Linked DNA regions of Oryctolagus cuniculus: region 1 is linked to region 2. Evidence: chromatin contacts called from public Micro-C data. All regions are on one chromosome and are shown on one strand. The core of a region is the stretch at or near the end of the contact, and the rest is flanking DNA. Distances in the headings are between cores, read along the strand shown. Region 1 holds the start of ATP5MJ (ATP synthase membrane subunit j). Region 2 holds the start of ZFYVE21 (zinc finger FYVE-type containing 21).

What was found. Hi-C and Micro-C count contacts between places; a contact is called where the count stands out from the background.
Region 1: a Micro-C map of ear pinna shows a contact between it and region 2, with 4 times the contacts expected there. The contact joins the promoter of ATP5MJ here to the promoter of ZFYVE21 in region 2. A contact is called at or near these places in 2 of 6 Hi-C or Micro-C datasets (ear pinna and an unstated tissue).

What each region holds. Positions count from the first base shown.
Region 1 is chr20:46,611,677-46,615,796 of mOryCun1.1, forward strand. It overlaps ATP5MJ (ATP synthase membrane subunit j), which reads right to left and starts at 2,027. Exons shown (of 4, transcript XM_051834936.2): 1 at 1,875-2,027.
Region 2 is chr20:46,477,218-46,481,510 of mOryCun1.1, forward strand. It overlaps ZFYVE21 (zinc finger FYVE-type containing 21), which reads left to right and starts at 2,876. Exons shown (of 7, transcript XM_051834890.2): 1 at 2,876-3,013. The coding sequence starts at 2,876. It overlaps XRCC3 (X-ray repair cross complementing 3), which reads right to left and starts at 2,752. Exons shown (of 8, transcript XM_051834879.2): 1 at 2,463-2,752; 2 at 1,335-1,498; 3 at 371-508. The coding sequence starts at 1,383.

The sequences.
Region 1 (4,120 bases), core at 777-3,276, 130 kb after region 2:
AGTCCTGCTGGGTGCAGACTCCGGTCGGTGCCTGTCGGCACGCTCAGGGGCTGGCACTCAGAGCCGAGGCACCAGGTGGCCGCGCTGGTCCCTCAAAGGCCACACACCCGGCCAGCCACGGCCAGCGACAGAGCGGCAGTGACTGCACAAGCGAAACCAGCTGCTTCGTTACTGGGCTTGACCGGGAAAGGGAACCGCGTTCTCGGCGAGTCTGCGTGCATCGCGCTCCGTTTCCATCTGTGTGCTCGGGGACCCCCGAGGGTCTGCAGGACTCCGGCCACCTGCCGAGCCTGCGCCCGGTCTGGGCTGCGGCCAGGAACGCTGCCCCTCACCCAGCTTCTCTGGGGACCCTCTGCTGCCCTCACTGGGTCTCTCAGAGGCCCAACCCCCTCAAGGGTCAGTGCCGTCCTCCATTACTGCGACCTGTCCCACGGTCAGCCTCTCATTCAGCAAACATGAACCAGGCACACACGAGGCACCGGAGCCGGGCAACACGGCAGAGCCGGGACAACTGGGTGTGTGTGCGTGTCCTGGGCAGAGGCTGTGCACGCCAAGGAGAACCTGGGGAGTCGGGAAGAGTGGGAAGGAGGCCACGGCGACCGCCAGCTCCAACCCTGCTCTGCACCTGCCACCAACTTGAACTGTCTCTCCCTCACCTGCAGAAGAGGCACAGAAACGGAACCCAGGGCCGGCGCCACGGCCGTAGCAGGTAACGTCGCCCCCTGCAGTGCGGGCATCCCATACGGGTGCTGGTTCAGTACCAGCTGCTCCACTTCCGATCCAGCTCTCTGCTGTGGCCTGGGAAGCAGTAGAAGGTGGCCCAAGTCCTTGGGCCCCTGCACCCGCGTGGGAGACCAGGAGGAAGCTCCTGACTTCAGATTGGTGCAGGTGTGCTGCCCCCCAGGGCCCAAGACGGCCTCGGAGGAGCAGTCTGGTGTGGAGTTACACAGATCTCCATCCCGTGGTTCACAACCCGAACGTCTCAACAGCTGGGGCTGAGCCAGGAGCTGCGTCCTGGCCTCCCCCTCGGCGGCAGGCAGTGGGGGAGCAACCGATCCCAGGCACCACGTGCCACAGCGCCCACCCCGAGAGACGGCCAGGCGGGAGGACTCAGGTTAGCGTGCTCCTGCCGCCCACGCCGGAGACCCGGATCGCGCTTCCGGCTTCAGCCGGGCACTGGCCGTTACGGGCATCTGGGGAGTGGACCGCAGAACTCTGCACACTCTGGGGGCGGCGATGTCGTCGTTAGCACGGCGGGGGGGTTCGCACACGGCACAGCCGGGGCAGTGTCCAGGAGAAGGGCGCAGGTAAGAGGCCACAGACGGTCTCGGGCGCCCCGACGCCGGCTCCCTCCGGCCTCCGCGTATTCGCGCACGGCGAATATCCCCGCTCCTGCCCCCACACCCGCCCCGACTTGCCTTCTAGCCAAGGCTGTCCCGTCTGCCGGACAAACCACACCTGACAGCCAGGGCCCCGCCTTCACCCCGAGCCCGTTCCGTCCACCGCTGCAGATCCCGACTCAGAGGCCAAGCGGGTGTCCGCCTGCAGCCACGCAGTCCCGGCGCCGGGCAGCGGCCGCCCACGCTCGCTGACCACGGCAGGGGACACCCGCCCGCCCCAAGGCCCCCAGGAAAGGCGCGCCTCTCGGCCCGCACCGCTGCCGGCAGAAGCCCCGGCGGCACAGGTGCCTTGCGCGCGTGACCGGCCGACGCCCCACTCGCAGCGGACCCCGGGACGCACACCGCGGCCGGCCCCCAAGGTCAGGGGCGCCGGGGGGCTCCCGCCTGCCCTCTCAGCCCGCTCCCGCCCCCTCGGCCCGCCCCTTCGCGTCCGCGCTGCCCACAGCTGCGCGCGGGGTGCGCCCCGGCACTCACCTCGGCGCACACGACCGCCCGGGCCGCACCAGCGCCCGCGGAACCGAAAACTCGGGAAGGTCACGGAGCACGCACGCGCCGCGCGGAGCCTGCCGGGAAGACGGAAGCGGCCGCCGCGCTCCGAGGCCAGAGCGCCTCCAGGTGCGCTTGCGCACCACAGCGCCCCCGCCGGCCGCCCGCAGGAGTGGAGGACTCCCGGCCTGGGAGCTGGCCTGTCCACCCGGTCCTAGCAGGTGGTTTAGTGAGTCCAGGAAAGGTCCATCCGCACCGGACGAGTTGATGAGGTAATATGCCCTCTTTTTTTTTTTTTTGAAAGGCAGAGTTACAGAGAGGCAGAGGCGTGGGTGGAGGGGAGGGGAGGTCTTCCATTCACTGACTCACTCCTCAGAGGGCCCAAGGGCCAGAACGGGGCGATCCAAAGCCAGGATCCAGGAGCTTCTTCGGGTCTCCCACGTGGGTGCAGGGACCCAAGCACGTGGACAATCTTTCACTGCTTTCCCAGGCCACATCAGAGAGCTGGATCCGAAGCGGAGCAGCCGGGACTCGAACCGGTGCCCATATGGGATGTCAGCACTGCAGGAGGCGGGTGTACCCGCTATACCACAGAGCCCCCCCTTTTTTACAAATATTTTATTTATTTGAGAGGCAGAGTTACAGACAGAGAGAGGGAATATATTAAATCTTATCAACAGAGAAAGAAGCCCTCCCCAGGGCTGCCGACATGAGCTATTACCAGAGAAATTGCAGGGTTCTGGCTTCGCGCAAGAAAGAATTCAGGCGTGAGACAGAGTAGTGGGAGGTAAAATAGCAAGGTTTGTTAGGGAAGGGACATCCGTAAGGACGGATGGGCACCTCTCAGACAGAGCCTGAGAGACTGGGGCGGGGGGGCAAGGTTACATGGTTGAGTGGCGAGAATACACCTGGCCAGACCAGGTGGGTGGCTCAGCAGAGAGGCAGAGGGCTGAGCGTGCTGTTGGGCTGAGGCCAGGGGTTTTTAAGGAGATGGGTCTTGCTTCCCCACCTCTGCTCCTCTTGGAACAAAGGGCTTTTGGATGTAAATAGAAAAACTTCTATCTGAAACAAAGGACTTTATGGATGCAAATGTTATCAGGCAGGAGGAAGGGTGGGCAGGACCCCCTAGAGAATTGGGATCTGGAGCAGGGTACTGGGCTGCACCTGAGAGATTGTGGAAGATTTGTCAGGCAGAAGGGGTGGGGACCCCCCCCCCCCACCTGGCAGGTTATCAGGTAGAAGAGGGCAGGGCAGGGCAGGATGTGAATACTGGGCTGCCCGAAACACCATCAGGATGACTTTGAGATGCAGCATACGCTGGACATAGTCTTCCCTTTAGGCCTGTTACACACACATAAGCTCATACCTAACTTCCTACCTAACATTCCCCCCTCAAGAGGCAATACCCAATATTCTTTTTTGGGATTATGGATGGAGTTCCGTTTTCTGTAACTTCTTCAAAGCTGGCATGTGGGCGTCGAGGGGGATTTGTGTATTTCCTCTTGCTATCTGTCTTATGGTGTGCAACAGTGGCCTTGGAAAGACTGTCCTGCTTGGTCCAGAGGGCTGCTCAAGGTCGTCCAGCAGAATGGGCTGGAAGGCTTGTCTGACAACCATTTGGAGTTCGACAGCTTTTAGTCTGTTAGAGACAAAACAAACAAGGGCATTAAAAACACACGGTCCAAAGAGAAGCAGCAAGATTACAGAAGTTCTTGGGCAAAGGAGAGGAAATAGCCAGGATTTCCATGACCAGATGTCAGGCCAGAAATCCCAGCCCTGCTTGGCCTGGTCCTGGAGGTGCTTGGCTTTGTCCAAGAAAGTACGAATTTGGGTTTGTACCTGTCCAGTCTGACTGACCCAGAGACAACATTCTTCCTGGAGCATGGCACAGACACCTCTCGGAGCAGCAGTTAGCATGTCCAATATTTCTTTCTTTCATAACCTTTTGTGACTTCCACACACCCTCTTCAACTTACTTGAAACATTCCATCATTTCCATTCCAGTCTAGAGTAAACTAGCCATCAGGATAAAGTCATTCTTACAAACCATGTCCTTTCCTTATTTAAAAAACTCTTTCCTTCTAACCTTCATTACCAAGAACACTCTTTCCTGTGCTGGCCTGCAGCACAAAGAACCGGGTTTCCTAAAACAGAGAGTGGGAATGCGGGGACAAGGACGCAAAGAATGGAGCCAAGACAAATCCTGATCAAGGCTCGTTTATTCAACAAATCCA
Region 2 (4,293 bases), core at 1,626-4,125:
CTGGCCGGCACGTCCTGCACGCCAGCTCTTCCATGCCATGTCCGAGGGAGACCGGGGCCCTGCCTGCCCAGCGTCCCGACGCCGCCCCTCCCCGTGAGGGCCCCTGGGGTCGGCGGGGCGGCTACCAGAGAGGGGCCTCGTGCTGGGTCCCGGGAGGACGCGGCCCCCATCACAGCCTGCTCAGCGCGGGGCCAGCGAGCTCACTGCTGCCGCCGGCCTCTGACGGGCAGCCCTGCCCTGCCTCCTGTGCCCACCCTGGCCTGCTGCTGCGCTCTGAGCTGTGGCCAGCCCCGGGCCCGCGGCACACGGTGCCCACACGGGCGACGACAGACCCACACGTCAGCTCCCCAGAGGCCGGCGCCCGGCGCACCTGTGAGGACGCTGCTGCCTCGCAGGGACAAGGAGGCCGCTCTCAGCAGGTGCCGGACGTCGGGGCCGGACAGGCCGGTCACTCTCTGCAGGTCTGGGCCAGAGAAACGTAGGAGCTCCTTGGCTGACTTCAGTTTGGCTGAAACGAGACAGGGGCTGCCGTCACGCGCACTCCTTGGGACTGGACCCCCAGCCCCCCAAACCCTGAGAAGCCCTGACCGTCCCGGGAAGGGAGGCCAGACCTGACGCCCCGCACACAGGGGCTGCAGGCATGGCCTGGCAGCCGCGGGGACAGCAGGTCCTGGGGGAGAGGAGCCGGTGGGGACAGCGGGTCCGGGGGACAGGAGCCGGCGGGGACAGCGGGTCCAGGGGACAGGAGCCGGCGGGAACAGCAGTGCTGCCCAGGCACCGGGGGAGAGGAGCCGGCGGGGACAGCGGGTCCCGGGGGACAGGAGCCGGCGGGGACAGCAGGTCCCGGGGGACAGGAGCCGGCAGGGACAGCGGGTCCGGGGGACAGGAGCCGGCGGGGACAGCGGTGCTGTCCAGGCACCGGGGGAGAGGAGCCGGCGGGGACAGCGGGTCCCGGGGGACAGGAGCCGGCGGGGACAGCGGGTCCGGGGGAGAGGAGCCGGCGGGGACAGCGGTGCTGCCCAGGCGCCGGGGGACCCCGCTGTGGGGGGAGGGGGCGTGCACGTGTGCGCTGCTCCCCACTTGCGGGCTGTCCCGGTCCACCTGCCTGAGGCGGACGGGTGGCCCGCAGGGTGCAGGCCCCCCCATTCGTCCAGGCCGGGAACCAGGGCTCTGTCTGCGGCGTTCACTTTTGTCTTACTTGAGGCAGGGACCGAGGGACACCGCCCCCCGTCCCGCAGCTGGGCCAGGCTGACCGGAGCCGGGAGCCCCCCCCCCCCGTCTCCCCTCAGGCACCCGCGCCCTCGCCGCCGCCTCCCCCGGCACAGAGCACCCACCTCTCCTGACCGCGGTGATGATTCTGGGGTTCAGGTCCAGCTGATCCATCTCAGTGCGCTGACCGCAGACGGGCGGCGAGCACAGGGCGCTGAGCCCCGCCGCCGAGCCCCGGCTGACGCACCTGCCCGCGGGCGACAGGTGCCCAGCGCGTCTCCACAGGGCCCTGGGGGGCAGGACACTTGGGGAGTCAGCCTTGGGCCACCGGGCGCCCAGCCGGGGACAAAGAAGGCTGTGTCCCCGGCCCGGGCAGGCGGCCTGGCCCTCCCAAGGCCAGGGCGTGCTGGGCGGTGCCGGGGTCGAGGTCCTGGCAAGGCCCGGCGTCCGGGGTCAACTCTGCCGCGGGGGCCGGGGCACGAAGAGCGGGAGGCCGGCCTGCACGATGTCTCGGCCGGGCCGGGCAGCCCCGGGCTCCTGGTCACCCTGGACGCCCTGGGAGGGGCTGGACGTCCTGCTGGGCCCTGCGGCCCTTGTGCTCAAGCCAGTGGCTGTCCCCTTTTGGCCCGAAGCAGGGGACAAGAGGTCCAGCCCCGGAGGCCCTTCCGCAGCGGGGGATGTGGGGCTGCGGCTGGGCAGGGCCTGGGCGGGGCTCCGCCCGCTCAGCGGTGAAGACCTGCACCTGGCCAGGAGGTGTGGCCAGCCCAGGGCACGGCCGGGGCGCTGTGGGCAGGCCGCTGGACACACGCCCAGGACCAGCCACGGAGATTCCTCGGCCGGGGGCCTGGCTCCTAGGCTCACCCGCACGGGTCCTCACGGACGTCGGCTTCAGCCAGGTCGGTCTGGCAAGCCCACCCCCGGCCAGTCTTCGGCAGGAGCCCTGCTGGTCACTTCGCCCAGCATCCCCGGCCCCCGCCGGGGCCTTCCGGCGCCGCAGCCCGAGGCCGTGGCTATGCACCAGGCTACGGCACCCGGCCCGCGCCCACCCGGCCCGCCTCGCGGTGGCCGCGGCCCGCCACAGGCCGACTGCTGGGGTGGACACGCGGCTCTCAGCACAGCGCACGCCCTGGCGGCCGGGCACTCACGCCGGGGCCCGCCCCAGACCCCCGTCCGCAGGGCTCCTCCGGCCTCTTCCCGGCCAGGCCGCCCCCCCTCAGCCCCACGAAGCCCCGGCCCCCGCCCGCCGCGCTCACCTCCCGCGCGCGCCGCGCCTCCCGGCGCTGTCCCGCCCCTCTCGCCGTCTCTGCCAACGAGCGCGGGGTGCCCCGCACAGGCTGCACCAATCAGAGACGAAAAGACGCCTACGTGGCTGACTAAGCGGCCACTCCAAAGTCTCAGTTACCCCGAGGGGGGCGGAGCGGACCCTGGCCAGCCCTCGCTGCCGATTGGTGACCGAACGCAGAGTGGCGGAGGAGGTGTCCTCGCACTCGTTGGCGAGGACAGCGATGGGGCGGGGCCAGCGTTCCGATTGGTCCGAGCTCCAGGCCGGGCTCAGCGATTGGGCGGCGGCGCCGTCCGCCGCGGGGGGCGGAGACGGGCGGGGCGGGGCGGTGCCCCAGCTGCGCGACAGCCGGGCAGGCGGACGGCCCGGGGCCGAGGCGGCGTCATGTCCTCGGGGGTGGCCGCGCGCCGCGACGCCAAGAAGCTGGTGCGCTCGCCCAGCGGGCTGCGCATGGTGCCCGAGCACCGGGCCTTCGGGAGCCCGTTCGGCCTGGAGGAGCCGCCGTGGGTCCCGGACAAGGAGGTAGGACCGCCCCGCCGCCCGCGCGCGACAGGTGGGCGAGGGGCCCGGCGCTGGGCGCCGCCCGGGAGGCCGCGGGCCGCGCGGCGGAGGCGGGCGCTGCGGCGGGGCGGTGGCCCCGCGCCCCTGCGGTCCGGCAGCTGCGCTTTCCCGCCGGGGGGCGGACGTGCGCGCGGGGCGCCGGGGGCCGTGCGGGGCGCCCCGCGCGCGGCGAGGTGCACGCGCCCTCGAGGCTGCGGGCGGCGCTGGTCCCGAGCCCAGAGGTGACCGGGGTTGTGGGGGCGCTTCGTGCGGGCGGGGCGGGCCGGGCCGCGGGCGGGGGCGAAGTCCGGCCTGGGCTGCAGCGGCCGCGCGGGGAGGGGCGGCCCGAGTGTGGGTCCGCTGCGAGCCTGCGCCCGCCCGGTGCCAGCCGCGGGCGGCGAGGGGCGTCCTCCCGGGGGCGTGGCCGGGGGTCGGGCACGGCTGTGGGGTTGGCACAGTGCAGCCCTAAAACCTGAAGCTGTGGCCGCGTCCCGCGCGGGCTCCTGCTAATGCGCCCGGGACAGCGGTGGAGGCTGGGCCCCTGCGCCCGCGTGGGAGCCCGGGCTTCGGCCTGGCCCAGCCCCGGCTGTGGAGGTCATCTGGGGAGGGAACCAGCGGATGGAACTTGCGAGCGCGCGCCTCTCCGTAGCTCCGCCTTGCAAGTAAGTAAAACTTTGAGAACTATTGAAAAGTAGTGGTGACGCCGAGGACGGGGCCGTGTCGCGTGGCAGCGTCCCCTGCCCGGATCTGGGTGCACAACCTCGGAAGAGACTCAGGATCGCTCCCTTACGAACCCCGGCTGCCCGAGTGGTTGGGCCAGGCCCGCAGGCGAGCCCCAGGTGGGCGGTGGGGGGACCGGACGGGCCGGTTACCCTGCGCGGTGCGGGCCGGGCCCTGTGCAGCCCGGGGCGGGGGCGCGGGCCAGGGTCCTACCTCGGTCCCGGGGCAGGGGCTGCTCCCGGCTGGGCAGCAGCGTGGCTCCTTGGCGCCAGGATCCCCGTCCAGGTGGGCCAGGCCAGAACCTCCCCTGGCGGCACGGGGGCAGCCGCCCCGCAGGGCTGGGCGTGGCCTTGAGGGGTGGGCGCACTGCCCCGGCGGGAGGCGGGTTCCGGTGTGCAGTCCAAATCCTCGGACAGGCGAGCTCCTATCTGTGGCCCCCGCCCCCCCGCCGGGCCTGGGCTGGGCCGGCAGCCAGGAGCTCCGTCGGCGTCTCCAGCCGCGGGCCGGGGTCTGCAGGGGAGCCCGGCGCGGGGCTTAGCTGC